Linked DNA regions of Sus scrofa: region 2 is linked to region 1. A link is a contact called in public promoter capture Hi-C data. All regions are on one chromosome and are shown on one strand. The core of a region is the stretch at or near the end of the contact, and the rest is flanking DNA. Distances in the headings are between cores, read along the strand shown. Region 1 holds the start of TNFRSF13C (tumor necrosis factor receptor superfamily member 13C). Region 2 overlaps MEI1 (meiosis inhibitor protein 1).

The links. Promoter capture Hi-C pulls out the DNA fragments that hold promoters and counts their contacts.
Region 2: a promoter capture Hi-C map of fetal skeletal muscle shows a contact between it and region 1, with 5 times the contacts expected there. The contact joins the enhancer-like site here to the promoter of TNFRSF13C in region 1. A contact is called at or near these places in 2 of 5 promoter capture datasets (fetal skeletal muscle and skeletal muscle), 5 of 47 Hi-C or Micro-C datasets (brain, embryonic fibroblasts, omental adipose tissue and 2 more) and 1 of 2 datasets of contacts at active chromatin or transcription factors (skeletal muscle).

Annotation. Positions count from the first base shown.
Region 1 is chr5:6,695,699-6,702,580 of Sscrofa11.1, forward strand. TNFRSF13C (tumor necrosis factor receptor superfamily member 13C) reads left to right here and starts at 4,114. Exons shown (of 3, transcript XM_021091440.1): 1 at 4,114-4,361; 2 at 4,708-4,947; 3 at 5,483-6,882. The coding sequence starts at 4,226. The coding sequence ends at 5,664.
Region 2 is chr5:6,853,349-6,860,230 of Sscrofa11.1, forward strand. MEI1 (meiosis inhibitor protein 1) reads right to left here. Exons shown (of 36, transcript XM_021091442.1): 8 at 2,470-2,584; 9 at 1,254-1,370; 10 at 73-172. Among named protein-coding and RNA genes, the nearest start is that of MEI1, 14 kb to the right of the region's middle. Within about 2 kb of position 3,118, at least 1 of the 83 cell types and tissues checked has an H3K27ac peak or open chromatin away from gene starts, as enhancers often do. A contact at or near this core is called in fetal skeletal muscle, where this site is marked.

The sequences.
Region 1 (6,882 bases), core at 2,864-5,363:
AAAAAAAAACTCATCCAAGCACACAAACTTGAGAACACTGAGACATAAATTCAGTTAGAAGAGGTTTTCAGCAACAAAGCCCTTTTTTTTTCTACTTGGGCACATGTGAGCTGATGATATCAAATGATTTAAAGTAAAAACTTCTGGGGTTTTGTTTTTTTGTTTTTTTGTCTTTTTGCCATTTCTTGGGCTGCTCCCGCGGCATTTAGAGGTTTCCAGTCTAGGGGTTGAATCAGAGCTGTAGCCACCGGCCTACACCAGAGCCACAGCAACGGCGGATCTGAGCCACATCTGCAACCTACACCACAGTTCACAGCAACACTGGATCCTTAACCCATTGAGTGAGGCCAGGGATCGAACCCGCAACCTCATGGTTCCTAGTCGGATTCGCTACTCACTGAGCCACGACGGGAACTCCTCAAGTAAAAACTTTTGAAAGAACGAGGAACATTTGCTTGAACCACATTGATTTTTGAAACTTTAACTTCTCTCTCAGTCATAACTCATATTCAGAAAGTAACAGAGGAGTTCTCATCAAGGCTCAGTGGTTAACAAATCTGACTAGCATCCACGAGGATGCGGGTTCCATCCCCGACCTTGCTCAGTGGGTTAAGGATCCGGTGTTGCCATGAGCTGTGGTATAGGTCACAGACCCAGCTAAGATCCCGAGTTGCTGTGGCTGTGACTGTGGCTGTGGCCAGCAGCTGCAACTCCTATTCGACCCGTAGCCTGGGAACCTCCATATGCCGTGGGTGTGGCCCTAAAACAGAAAAAAGAAGTGATGTAGAAGATTTAAGTTTAGAAAATTAATAAACTTGGGAATTCCCTGTGGTGACGTGGCTTAAGGATCCAGCGTTTTCACTGCAGTGACTCAGGTCGCTGCCGTGGTGCAGGTTTGATCCCTGGCCCCGGGAACTTCTACATGCCACAGGCACAGCTCCCCACCCCCCAAAAAGTTAATAACCTTGACCTAAGAGCTATGTTAATGGAAAACACACTTGTGGTTGCCAAGAGGGAGAGGGAGGAGGGGGATGGACGGGGAGTTTGGGGGTGATAGATGCAAACTATTACCTTTAGAATGGATCAGCCATGGGGTCCTGCTGTACAGCACAGGGAGCTAGAGCTAATCACTTGGGTTAGAACATGATAGAAAATAATATGGAAAAAAGTATGTGTATATATGTATGACTGGGTCACTTTGCCATACAGCCGAAATGGACGGAACATTGTAAATCACCTATAATGAAGGTTTTTGTTGTGTCTTTTTTTAAGGAGCTATGTTAAAAAAAAAAAAAAAATACATTGAGGAGGCGTGCCCTTCGTGGCTCAGTGGTTAATGAACCCGACCAGCATCCATGAGGGTGCAGGTTCGATCCTTGACTTCGCTCCGTGGGTTAAGGATCCGCCGTTGCTGTGAGCTGTGGGGTAGGTCACAGACACGGCTCGGGTCTGGCGTTGATGTGCTCTGATTCGACTGCTAGGGAACCTCCATATGCTGCGGCTGTGGCACTAAAAAGACAAAAAAAACAAAACAAAAAAAAAAAAAAACTTGAGGAATAACCTGACTTTTACTACATTGGTCTGAGGGTGAAATTTCTATTCTTCACTGCTAAGCTGTGGAAGTGGAGACTCGAGCACTCCCCCCTTCCCTATTTATTATTTATTTATTTATTATTTACTTATTTATTTATTTAGTCTTTTTAGGGCCACAGCCGCAGCATATGGAGAGTCCCCAGGGGTCGAATCAGAGCTGTAGCTGTGACCTACACCACAGCCACATCAACACCAGATCCGAGCCATGTATGTGACCTACCCCCACAGCTGCAGCAATGCCGCATCCTTAACCCATGGAGTGAGGCCAGGGATCGAACCCTCATCCTCATGGATACTGGTTGGGTTCGTTACGGCTGAGCCACGACGGGAACATCCCCCCACTTCCCTATTTAGAAGGTGCAAGTGGAAGGTCTGTCTGGAGTCAGGTGCCCCACACACCATCAACACCAATCCTGCTGCCCACTCTGTGCTTGGCACTGCCCACTGCAGGCACTTAGGAGGCACTGGTAAGGGTGAAAGTGGAGCCTCTCTGGTTCTCCCTCCAGGTGGCCGGTATAGAGGTGGCTCCTGTGAGTGGCCTCCCCTCTCCCGGGGACAGGCTCCCCCTCCAGGGTCCCAAGACCCAGCCCACTTGGCCTGAACATCTGGCTGGGGGTGAAGAGATGCCGCATGTGTGGTAAGGGCCCTGCCGCCCTGAGGGTCGCGGGTGAGAACAGGACCAGTAGCGATGGGGGGGGGGACAGGGGCCCAGTCTTTAGGCCTTGCCCCCACCCCTCTGCCCTAAGGAGGCCCTTCCCTGCCTTGGCTCCTGGCAGGCCCCTGGCTCCCCCACCCCCTCACCACACACCCCCACTCACACCCACACCCACCGCCCCGGACCCACTTCTCCTTTGCAGTTGCCCCACCGCCTACACCTTCCTGCTACGGAGTTGCTGGCCCGTGGGCAGGGGACGGAGAGGCAGTGGGCCAGGGCGGCTCAAGGCCAGCCGGCTCGAGGTTCTGTGTGAGTCCTCGTGTCCTCGGAGCCAGAAACCTGGGGGCCGGCCTTGCTCCCCTCACTCCATAGCATCACTCCTCCCTCCTAAACAGCTGCTGGCTGCTCCCTGGCCCTGAGTCATGGGGGAGCCTCCTTGCTACTCCACTCACCCTGTCTCCAACCCCACAGCAGGGGGAACGTCCCTTCAAAGGCACAGCTCAGACCCTCTCCCCCACTCAGGTACCTCCTGGGGCTCCTCACTGCCCAGGGCTTATGGCTTGCGGCCTGGCCCGCCCAGCTGCAGCCTCAGTCTCTCTCCCTCGGCAGCACCTCTGGAGGCAGGGGCCAGGCCTGTCCCCAGAGTCGGCTTCCACTTTCCCAGCTCCTGCTTTTGCCCTCTGCCTAGAAGTTTCCCCTCCCCTCTGAGCTGCTGAAGATCTACTCCAGCCCCTAAGCCCCCTCCGTGCCCCAGGGACTGTCAGTCCTTCCGCTGTACACCCCCAGCCCTGAGTGCCCCAGGGTCTGGCCAGGCCCACCATGAGGCTCTAAGCCCGTGGTCCATGCTGAGGCTCTCTGCCAGCCCCTGCCCCGGGGGAGGGGGCAGCGGAAGTCCAGGAAGGCCCAGGGGGCTTGAGTGTCCGCCTGACACTCAGTGTGAGAGACAGGTGGGGCTTCCCCAAACACTGGCGAGTGGAGACACACAGAAGAGGCCCCACAGAGACACAGGCGAGCAGGCCAGGACACACACAGCCCTGGGAGGAGGAGGTGGGGTGGGTGGGCTGCCCACTTAGTGCCTACTGGGCCTGGGTCTGTCTGCTCATCTGTTGATCTGAGCCTCCCTCCTGCTTAGGATCTGGAGACCGAGCTGCCCCCGGTCTGTGCCCTCCACTCCAGCCAGCGGTTCTGACTGTGTCACTCCCTGCATGGCTCTCAAGTGCCCTTCTGGCCAGAATCCGAGCTTCTCTCAGTTAAGGCCCCAGCCCGGCCCTCTGGTTCCAGCATTCCCTGGCCTTCGTATTTGGCCCCCAGGCCCCTTGCTCACCCTGGGTGCCCCCCGCCCCCTGCGACCTCAGTTCAGCCAGCAAACACCTTATCATCTCCTCCACAAAGCCTTCCCGTGCCCTGTGGTACCACCTTCACTGATGCCATGCTGTGAGGTGTCGTCTCCCCCATCACCACCACCAGTGTGAGTCCCCTGGGGCTTGGTACCATGTGGGGGCCCTCAGGATGTCTTCGATGAACTGACCAGCTCTGCGGGAGAAGGGCAGGAGAGCTTCCCAGAGGAGGCAGCTGGGGGGAGATGGCTGGTGGGGAGCACCTGGGCCTATGGGCTGGCCTTGGGGGGCAGGGCAGAAGAGGCCTCCCCGAGGTCTGTGTCCTCTTCAGGGACCCATCCTCTGCTCCCCAAGGGCGGGCCCTTGTCTGAGCCCCAGCCTTGTCCCAGTGCCCAGCAGGGAGCCCGCCCCGTGGTTGTCTGGGGGTGATGGTTGAGTGGCTGAATGGAGGAACCACAGATAGAAGGTCTGGGGTGCTGAGGCCCTGGCTAAGAGTGGTCCCACCCCGTCCCACCCCAGCAGGCAGGAGGGCGGGGCGGGGCGGAGTGGGTGGCGGCCCCTCCCGGTTTCTTCCCCGTGGGGCAGCAGAGGCCAGACTCTGTCCCGGCAGGGTGTGCAGACAGGCCTGGGCTTTGGCAGCATGAGGCGAAGGGCGAGGAGTCTGAGGGGCAGGGACGGGCCGGTCCCCACGCAGTGCCTGCAGACCCAGTGCTTCGACTTGCTGGTGCGCAACTGCGTGGCCTGCAGCCTCCTCCGCACGCCCGATCCTGGACCGGGTAAGCGTTACCCGGCTCTGGCCGTTGGAGCGCCAGGGCAGCCCTGGTGGAGGGAAGGAGGGTCCTGCCACCGAGGCTCGTGCCCCGCCAGAGCCGCAGGCATGGCCCGCACCTGCCCAGGACCCGGGCTGGGGCATCAGTTAACGGGGGGCTGTGGGCTGGAGCCTGAGTGGCTCAGCCATGCGGGCTGCGGGCTGGAGCCTGCGCGCGGCCGTGGCCCCTCCTGCTCCCCCCCCCCCACCGGCTGTCCCTCCCCTCCCGTCCCAGCCTCTCCTCCCTCCGACCTTCCCCTACCCTCTCTTCCCTCCCCTCTGCCCCTGACCTCCCTCTCCGTCCCCTCCAGCAGGCGGCCCGAGCAGCCTGGCTCCCGGGACGGCGCTGCAGCCGCAGGAGTCGGTGGGGCCCGGGGCCGCCGAGGCCGAGGCCGCGCTGCCACTCCCGGCGCTGCTCCTGGGCGCCCCCGCGCTGCTGGGCCTGGCGCTGGCCCTGGTCCTGCTGGGCCTGGTGAGCTGGAGGCGCCGCAGGCAACGGCCCCGCGCCTCGGCTGCCCCGGAGGCCCCGGAAGCCCTGGACGGAGACCAGGACGGTACGTTCCCCGTCTAGAGGAACCGAGAGGCACTGTCCAGCCCGGGAAGGTCCGGCCCTGGGGGACGGGGGCCGTCGGAGGGGACACATGGCCCTGGCGGGCTAGGGGCCCTGGGAAGGGGGTCTGAAGCCAGGCAGATGGAGGGGGCGGCGAGGGGCGCCGTCTGAGATCTCAGGCTGAGCGGGGAGCAGCGGCCCTGCCCAGGGTCCCGGCCTGGTGAGCGCCTGAGTGAGGAAGACGCGGGCTGGGGGCCCGGGGGAGGGAGGGGTCGTCCTGCCCTCGCTCCGGGAAGGCCAAACTGACCCCCACGCCTCCTCTCCCAGTGTCAGCACTGCCACTGCGCAAACCCTCCCAGCACTTCCGGTCCCGAGGGCCCATCATGTGCCACCCTCCCCCTCCCCACCGCCGCCTAGGGGCTTCCTCGCCTGACTTCTCTCAGAAGTCGGAGGGCTCTCTCTCCGGGGAGGTTCCAGAAACGGGATGGCGGAAGGCTGTGACCCAATCCTGACCCTGCACCCCCCCACCCCCCAACCAGGGCCCCTGGATAATGACATCGTCCCCTCTCCTGGAACCCTGGATGCCACTGCTCCCATCTGGCTTCCACCCAGCGAAGACTCAGCCACCACCCCACCTGCCCACAGCGTCCCTGTGCCAGCCACGGAGCTGGGTTCCACTGAGCTGGTGACCACCAAGACGGCCGGCCCTGAGCAGCAGTAGCGATGGAGGGGACAGGAGGCTGCCCTCAGGCAGAGGCTTGGAGGTTGAATTCGGCTCCTCTCCCCTGGTCCCACCTGCTTCTTTACTGAGAGTCAAGCTGCTCCCGGGCTCATCCTGCAGAACTATAGGCGCTGCAGACACAGGGTTCGGACTACATGGGATCCTATGGCGTGTTCGCATTTGGCTTAAAATCAGACTATCTTTGGCAGCCCTCAAAGCCTGAGCTATGTGCCTTTGAGGGGTTGGGCACCCTGAGTAGGCGTTTTTCTTTAAGCATGGGGAAGCCACCATCAGCCAAAATGAATCTAGGAGAAGGATCAAGTGGGAGGATGCCTAATTTGTGGCTGTATGTTGTATTTAATACTTGCTCTCAGAGTCGTTCTGCTTTTAAACTGATGCCAATGACAGCAATGAGTAACCAACTGACCCTTTGGGATTTCGCACAAGGTAATTCTAAGAAATAGCCTGGATTGTCCTGATTCTTTGGCACCTGTACCCTAGGGTCAGCCCTGAGTTTGACCCAACCTGCTAGAACTTACGATGCCAGCTTTACCCTGGTGGCCGCTTCCAGAACCCCAGGCTCACACTTGGGAGGAAGTCTACAGCTTCTGGGGCTGGACTGCAAATTCACACCGAAGGTACCCTGGCAGGCCTCTCCATCAGAGACCACCTGGAGTCCTAGCCGCCTCCAGAGCACTCTGAGCTGTACACAGGGCAGGGCCCAAGACCTGCAGGAGGCTCTTTTGTTCAGAGGCCAGGGCAGGCCTGTAGCCTTGAACCAGCTGGACCTGATATCCCTTGAGCTCCCTTCTGTGGCCTGTCCTCCTCAAGTGCTCAGGTCACTTGGCCATTCTGTGCCAGCTCCCTGCAGTCACCCATCATCCCAGTGGAACTGTTCCTCGGACACTGGTGCCCCTTGCCCTGGAGAGTGGAGCTGAGACCATCTCTTCCAGTTCTGGACCACACTGTGAACTCAGCTGGCCACTGACTCTCCTGCTGGCCCTCCTACACAGAGTTAGAAACAGTTGACCCGGACTTCACCCTGGACAGTGCCATGGAACTTGTCACAGTTTAGCACCCCCGGAAGGGGCACTGGACGGCGAGTCAGAAGATGGGACCCTGGGTACCAGTTTGTTCCACTTGTAGGTCCTTGACCCTGTTCTGTTCTGCGCATCCGATGCTTTCTGCCCGCCTCTCCCTGACCTGCCTATCAGAGCT
Region 2 (6,882 bases), core at 1,868-4,367, 160 kb after region 1:
GGAATAAATGCTTCGCTTCTTTCTTTCCTCTGTTTGTCCCCTACAGGCCTGAAGCTCCACCACTTCACTCACCGGGTCAAAATCTCGGCAAAGAGCAGCAGCCCCTGCTTGTGCAGCTCGGTGTTGTTCATCCTCAGGCTCCCGTGTAGGCTCCTCACCACCGACTCAATCCCTACCTCAAAGTGACACGGCAGAGGCCGCAGATCAGTGCTTGGTAGTTTCCTCACTGCCTTCCCAGGAGAGGTGAGAGGCTCTATTTGCTGGCAGCCCTCTTGGAGCGGTCCTGACAAAACTGAGCTGCTGGGATGGGACTCTGAGATCTTTTGAAGGCAGGCCCTTATCTGATTCATCTCTACCTCCCAGACTCAGCACAAACCACAGCACAGGCCCGGGCACTCCAAGTGTTTAGGCAATGCCTACTGCCTAAGCTGCACCTTCTCCACTAGACACACTCCTGTTCCTCCTCAAAGAATCGGGTCAGAGCTCTACTCCTCCAGGAAGGCTTCCCTGATCCAGTCAGGCAGAACTATGGGCCTCCCCTGAGCTCCTACACCTCTTGTAACCTCTTCTCTAGTGGAGCCCTAATCAGCTTGTTTATCTCTCTCTCCCCTTCCAGAAGACAGAGACCAGGTTTATGTATCTCTAAATCTCCAGATCTCAGCCTGGTGTCTGGCATAAAATAAGAACAATGAATATAAAATGAATGACTGAAGTGTGCCCAGTCTAAAAATCTAGATGTGGAGTTCCCATCGTGAAGCAGCGGAAACGAATCTGACTAGGATCCATGAGGACGCAGGTTCGATCCCTGGCCTCGCTCAGTGGGTTAAGGATGGGGCATTGCCATGAGCTGTGGTGCAGGTCACAGACACGGCTGGAATCCTGTGTTGCTGTGATTGTGGTGTAGGCCGGTGGCTACAGCTCCAATTTGACCCTTAGCCTGGGAACCTCCATATGCTGCGTGTGCGGCCTTAAAAAGGTAAAAAAAAAAATTTGAAAAGGTGCAACAGGAATTAATGTAAGTGGCTAACAGGGGTACCCTTCTCTTGCTAAACACATATACTTCTGCCAATCAGTGAAGAGCTGAACTGTTTGCATATCACTGCTTGCATGTGGAATCTGGTAATGAGTTTGGCCTGATGGAAATGACTCCTCCGAGTTGCAGGTGAGCTCCCCCCCCAATCACTACTGCTGCTGCCTAACTTCGAGGTGCTGTCCACCTGGGCTAGAGCTAGCACAGAACCCGCACTACCCACCGTACACTGTGTGGCACTTGGAAAAGAAGAGCGGCTCTTCTGCCAGGAGTATCAGGCAGTTGTAGCTGGACCAAACGAGCACTTCACTGGAAGAGGAAAGATGCTCAAAGAGGAACTCTGGCCAAGGAGAAGCGGGGAAACCATCAGTGACAGCTGTGTGATGATGAGCCCTTAACTAACGCTATGGCCTTGGATTTACTAGCATCACACCTGTCACTTCATTTGTTCATACATCATCTCCATGAGACACGATCTTTAATTCACAGATAAATCTAGGAAATGCCCTCAGGCTAAGGATCTAGCCTCATTTTTTTTTTAACCCCATCTTTTAAAAAGATGGGGCAACTGAAACCCAGAGAGAGGTATGGTTGGTGGTAGAGGCAGGCTGGAACTCAGGCCCTCCAATTTTCAGACTAGGCAGCTGCACGATGCAGAGAAAAGAGGTTTTAGAGCCAGAGAGCCTTGATTTTGTATTCCTTCTCTACCAATGACTTGTCTTTTAAAACCAGTTATTTCTATTTTCTGATCTTCAATTTCCCTCTTCATAAAATAGCAAAGACAAGGACCTAAATATGGCAACATTTACAATGCATCTCAGGGCATATGTCCTGGTTCATAATAAGCATTTGAGAAAGAGTAGTTTATCTTGCCTCCCTGGTCCACAGGTCTTTCCACCACCCCACACTAGTTGTTTATTCCTAGATGGTCTATTTAATAACAAATAGAGTAACAAATTCCTCAAGGTCATATCAGAAATATGTAGCAAGGGGATTTAGAGTTTAAGAGGCCCACTTCCTAGAGTCACCAATGCATCCCTCCAGTATGCATACCAAAGAATCCCCAGAAGTTCCTGTCATGGCGAAGTGGTTAATGCATCCGAGTACGAACCATGAGGTTTCGGGATCGATCCCTGGCCTTGCTCAGTGGGTTAAGGATATGGCATTGCCGTGAGCTGTGGTGTAGGTTGCAGTTACGGCTTGGATCCTGCGTTGCTGTGGCTCTGGTGTAGGCCTGTGGCTATGGCTCCGATTAGACCCCTAGACCCCTAGCCTGGGAACTCCATGTGCCAGGGGAGCACCCCTAGAAAAGGCAAAAAGACAAAAAACAAAACACCCCACCAGAACTGCTGCTGCTGCTGCTGCTGCTGCTGCTACTCCAGGGCATCTAGTCAGAATTCTGGGGTCCTCAGAGGAGAAAGTTAGAAGGGACCTCCTACCTGGGATGTCAGCATGGAGGAAAGCCGGGGCATGCTTCGCTGGGGAGTGGACCAGCACTGCGGTTATACAGTGGGCACTGGCCACCTGCAGAGTCTCATCTCTGGAGAGAAGAAGCTGGAGAAACAGGTCGCAAAATGTGCCACAGTCACACCACTGACGGGACCAGAGGCAGGTAGCCTGAGCACCCTCAGGACAGAAGCCTGATTCGTCTCTGAATCCCTCCCACACTACTGGTGCCAGGCACAAGGACGGCGCTCAGGGAAAGCAGCTAAGGATTATGGAAAGATGCTATGAACAGCAGCAGGCGAGAAAGAACAAAAAAACACAACAGCACTCAAAGAACTCTAAAACCGTCACGAGGGCTCAGATCTTCATCATGAAAATATTTCTGCAGCCCTCATCTGGTTTTGATGTTTACAACTGGCCTGGGACATAACAAGGGATGGTTCTACAATGTGTTTTGCTTCACAGAATGTGCAGAAAAGAGTTAACATTGCAGGCCTGAGACGATCACCCTTGGAAAAGCCTGCCTGCAAGGCTGGCCACTCACTGGGTTTGAGATGTTAAATTTCAGGAGGGCTCTCAACACTCCCAGGACTGCAAAGACTGGCTCACTCTGACTAGACCATGTGCATGAACAGTGCAGTTTATGCCCAACATCTGCTTTCTTTCTGGGAATCAGGAATCTGGGCATGTGTTAGGCAGAGGTTGCCTACATGGTTGCCAGCTCCAAATAAAAACTTTAGGCACTGAGATTCTAACGAGCTTCCCTGCTACGCAGCATTTCACATGTGTTGTCGCCGTTCATGGCTGGAGGAATGAAGTGCATCTGGTGTGACTCCACCAGGAGAGAACTCTTGGAAGCTTGTGCCTGCTTTTCCCCAGACCTCACCCCATACTACTTTTCCCTTTGCTGCTTTTGCTTTGTATTCTTTTCCTGTAATAAATCATAGCAGTGACTATAACTATACACTGAATTCTGTGAGTCTTCCTAGTGAATCACTGAGCCTAGGAGTTGTCTCGGGGACCCTTAACACACAGAGGAAGGAATTAAAGTTCATTGAGGTCGGGTTACTTGTGCCAGGCCACAGCTAATAAGTGGCAAAGCGAAGACTGACTCAGGTCACATCCAAACATAGGAGTCTTCCCACAACTGAGATGCTTCCCTCATCAAAATTTTAAATCAAGTAACTCCTCTATTCGAAATACTTAAATGCATTTCTATTGCACTCTGAATAACACCCAAACTCTTAGTGGACACCATAGCTATTAGGCGTTCCTATAACATTCAGACATCAAGGAAAGAGTTAACCGCAATCACAGATTTTAAGTGAGGTAGAAACTGGACTTCTAGGGGAAAATAATGAGTAGAACATATATGGCAAGACAAAGGAGAGTGTGCCTGGTTTTAGAGCTTCAAAGGAAAAGCACCGAGTCACACAAGTCTGATAGAGGTGCCTGAGGACTACGAGCTTAAACCTATCTCAGTCATGTCAGACTTTAAAACAGACACATAAGCAGACGTTCCGTGGTATGTAAAGGCGTTTCCAGACATTAACCTTTAAGTTGTTCTCTTAGGAAATGACATGTATTCAGACATGTCTTTTGATATAAGGGAAACCATTATTTTATGTACCACTAAGAAAAAGAGCTATAATTAAACGATGACACATCATTGATGGTAAAATGTCTCCCAGTTTCAGAGCTGTTAATGTGTTTAAAAAAAAAAAAAGCACCTTTTAAAAATATTTACCCATTAAGCAAAACGATGATTCTTGATTTAAATTGCATGTCCTGGGAGTCCCCACTGTAGCTGTAGCACAGAGGATTAAGAATTCGAATGCAAATGCAGTAGCTCAGGTTTGATGCCCAGCCCAGCACAGTGGGTTAAAAGAATTCAGCATTGCTGCATGCAGCTGCAGTGTAGGTCACAGCTACAACTTGGATTCAATCCTTGGCCCAGGAACTTCCATCCATATGCCAGAGGTGCAGCCATATAAGTAAATAAATAAATAACATGCATATTCCTTATCAGTAAGAAAGAAACAATCTAACCCTATTTTTCCATCGTAAACAAAATTAAGTGTGGAAATCTATTTTTTTTTTAAATCCTTGTTACTCAGGAGTTCCCGTTATGGCTCAGTAGTAATGGACCAAACTAGTAATCATGAGGGCATGGGTTCGATCCCTGGCCTTATTCAGTGGGTAAAGGATCCAGCATTGCCATGAGCTGTGGCGTAGGTCAAAGATGTGGCTCGGATCTGGCATTGATGTGGCTGTAGTGTAGGCCAGAAACTCCAGCTCAGATTCAACCCCTAGCCTGGGAACATCCATATGCTGCGGGTTCAACCCTAAAAAGACAAAAAAGACCAAAAAAAAAAAAATCCCCCCAAAACCCTAATTACTCATTATGACCTATTTGGATGTGCATGACTTTCCCTGCTTAATCTCTAGCTTATCTGGGGCCACTTCACTCCCCCTCCCACCCCACTGGCCTCCATCAAGCACTTCCCTTCCTCTGGTTTACTTGTTCGTCCCCCTGCCTGAAATGCTTTTCTGCCCACTCTTCATATCACTAGCTAACTCTACTTGTTTTCAGCTTCATTGAGACATAATCAATCACTGATTCACTTTAATTCTCCAAGCATCAGCTCTAATGTCAATCCTTCAGGGAGCCCAAGACTGACCACTCAAACTACAGATGGTGTCCTCCGATACCATCTCATCTCCTCTATATTTTCTTTACAGCACTTAACAAATCTATAATTATTTTGCTTGTTCATCTACCTGTTTATTATCTGCCTTCCCCAAGTAGATGTGCAATGGCAAGAAACCAGTCTATTTACATACCATGGAAATCCCAACGCCTAACAGGGAGTGACATGTCACACTAGTGCTCAGTATGTGTTTGACCAAATCAATGAGTCAACATTTCAACAGCAAGAACACAAACATTGGCAATATATTTCCAGGGACCTGAATTTTGGGAGAATAAGTTGATTATCAGCCAAAAGCAAAAAAAAAAAAAAAAAAAAAAAAAAATAGTATTAGACTCTGACCAAAAAAAAAAAAAAAGTTAGAATGGAGGTAGAAGGACACAGGCTGGTCTTATCTTTAAAATTTTGATATTCTGTTCATGAATTTTTTGCACTAACTTTTTTTAAAATGCTGCATTAAAATATTACTTACCTTGAATGTTGAGTTTGTTAGCACCCCCTCAGATTTTGCACCCAAGGCAAGTGCCTCACTTGCCTCACCCTAGTCCCAATCTTGCTGGTTCCTATAGCAAGTTAAATGCTAATCATCCAAAATGGCCCATGGGGGAAAAAAAAAAAATGGCCCATGGAAGAACAGTCTCCACATATGGATGGAGGATGGGACCCCTAAACCAAGACTCCTCACTCTTCAAACCTCTCTCCCTAGGGAAGCACACTCTAATCTCTGTCCCTGCCCTGGTGTACTGTGAGGACACAAGACCTTGTGCTCCTGCTGAGCCCAGAATCAGTGTTCTAACCGGATGCCATCATGGACTCCAGGAAAGCAGCAATGAAGGCAACATAGAAAAAAAATAACCCAACATGAGATTTTGTGGTTCAGAGACACAGGACTTGCTCTTCAAAGTTCACAACCCCTGCGTGGACCACTCCAGAAGCATCCCAGGGAGACAAGGAGGAGCAGTCTGCTCCAGCTTTTTAACACCTACCTGGCCTATCCCCAACTGTCCCTTTCCCATTTCTGACCAGGGCTCCTCCTCCTTTCCACAGAAAGAGTTCCACAGTCTGGTCAATGAATGACATTCCTGTTACCAGATGACAGTAAGTAGCTCTGCCAAGCCCTGTGCTGAGCACTGCAGAGATAGACAGCCAGACACCTGTCCTGCCCCTAAAAAGCTCCCAGCCAATCCACCACAATACAGTGAGCTAAGCTCTGTGAGAGAAGCACATTCTGCCTAAAGGATCCAGGTGACAGAGGAGCTGTGAGAGGCCTCCTGAAGTCAGACTTTAAAGTCAGGCTTTAAAGGCAAAGGGGAAGAAGGCCTGCACAGGCACAGAGACCGGATACCCCGGCACAGGCAGGCCCAGGGAGGAGCTGCATATGGCTGGAGCACTGTGTTGTGGGGCGGAAGAGACAGGCAAGTAAGGCTGAAGGGATATGCCGGGTCCAGAAAAAGAGGGCCCTGGGTACCGAGCTAAAAAGCTTGAGTTTTATCCCTCAAACAGCTTGTTCCTCTTGCTGCATGTGTTGTCCATTCTTAGACAACCCAGATGTGAAGAGGAAGATACAAATACAAGGATTCGTGACTGAAAGAAAACCAACTTTTGAGTCTTCTAATACCATAATGTTTTGGCCAGTAAGAAAACACTGGATAGAAGGGGTGGTGGATGAAGAAAAGGCCCAAGAGGCACTTAGGA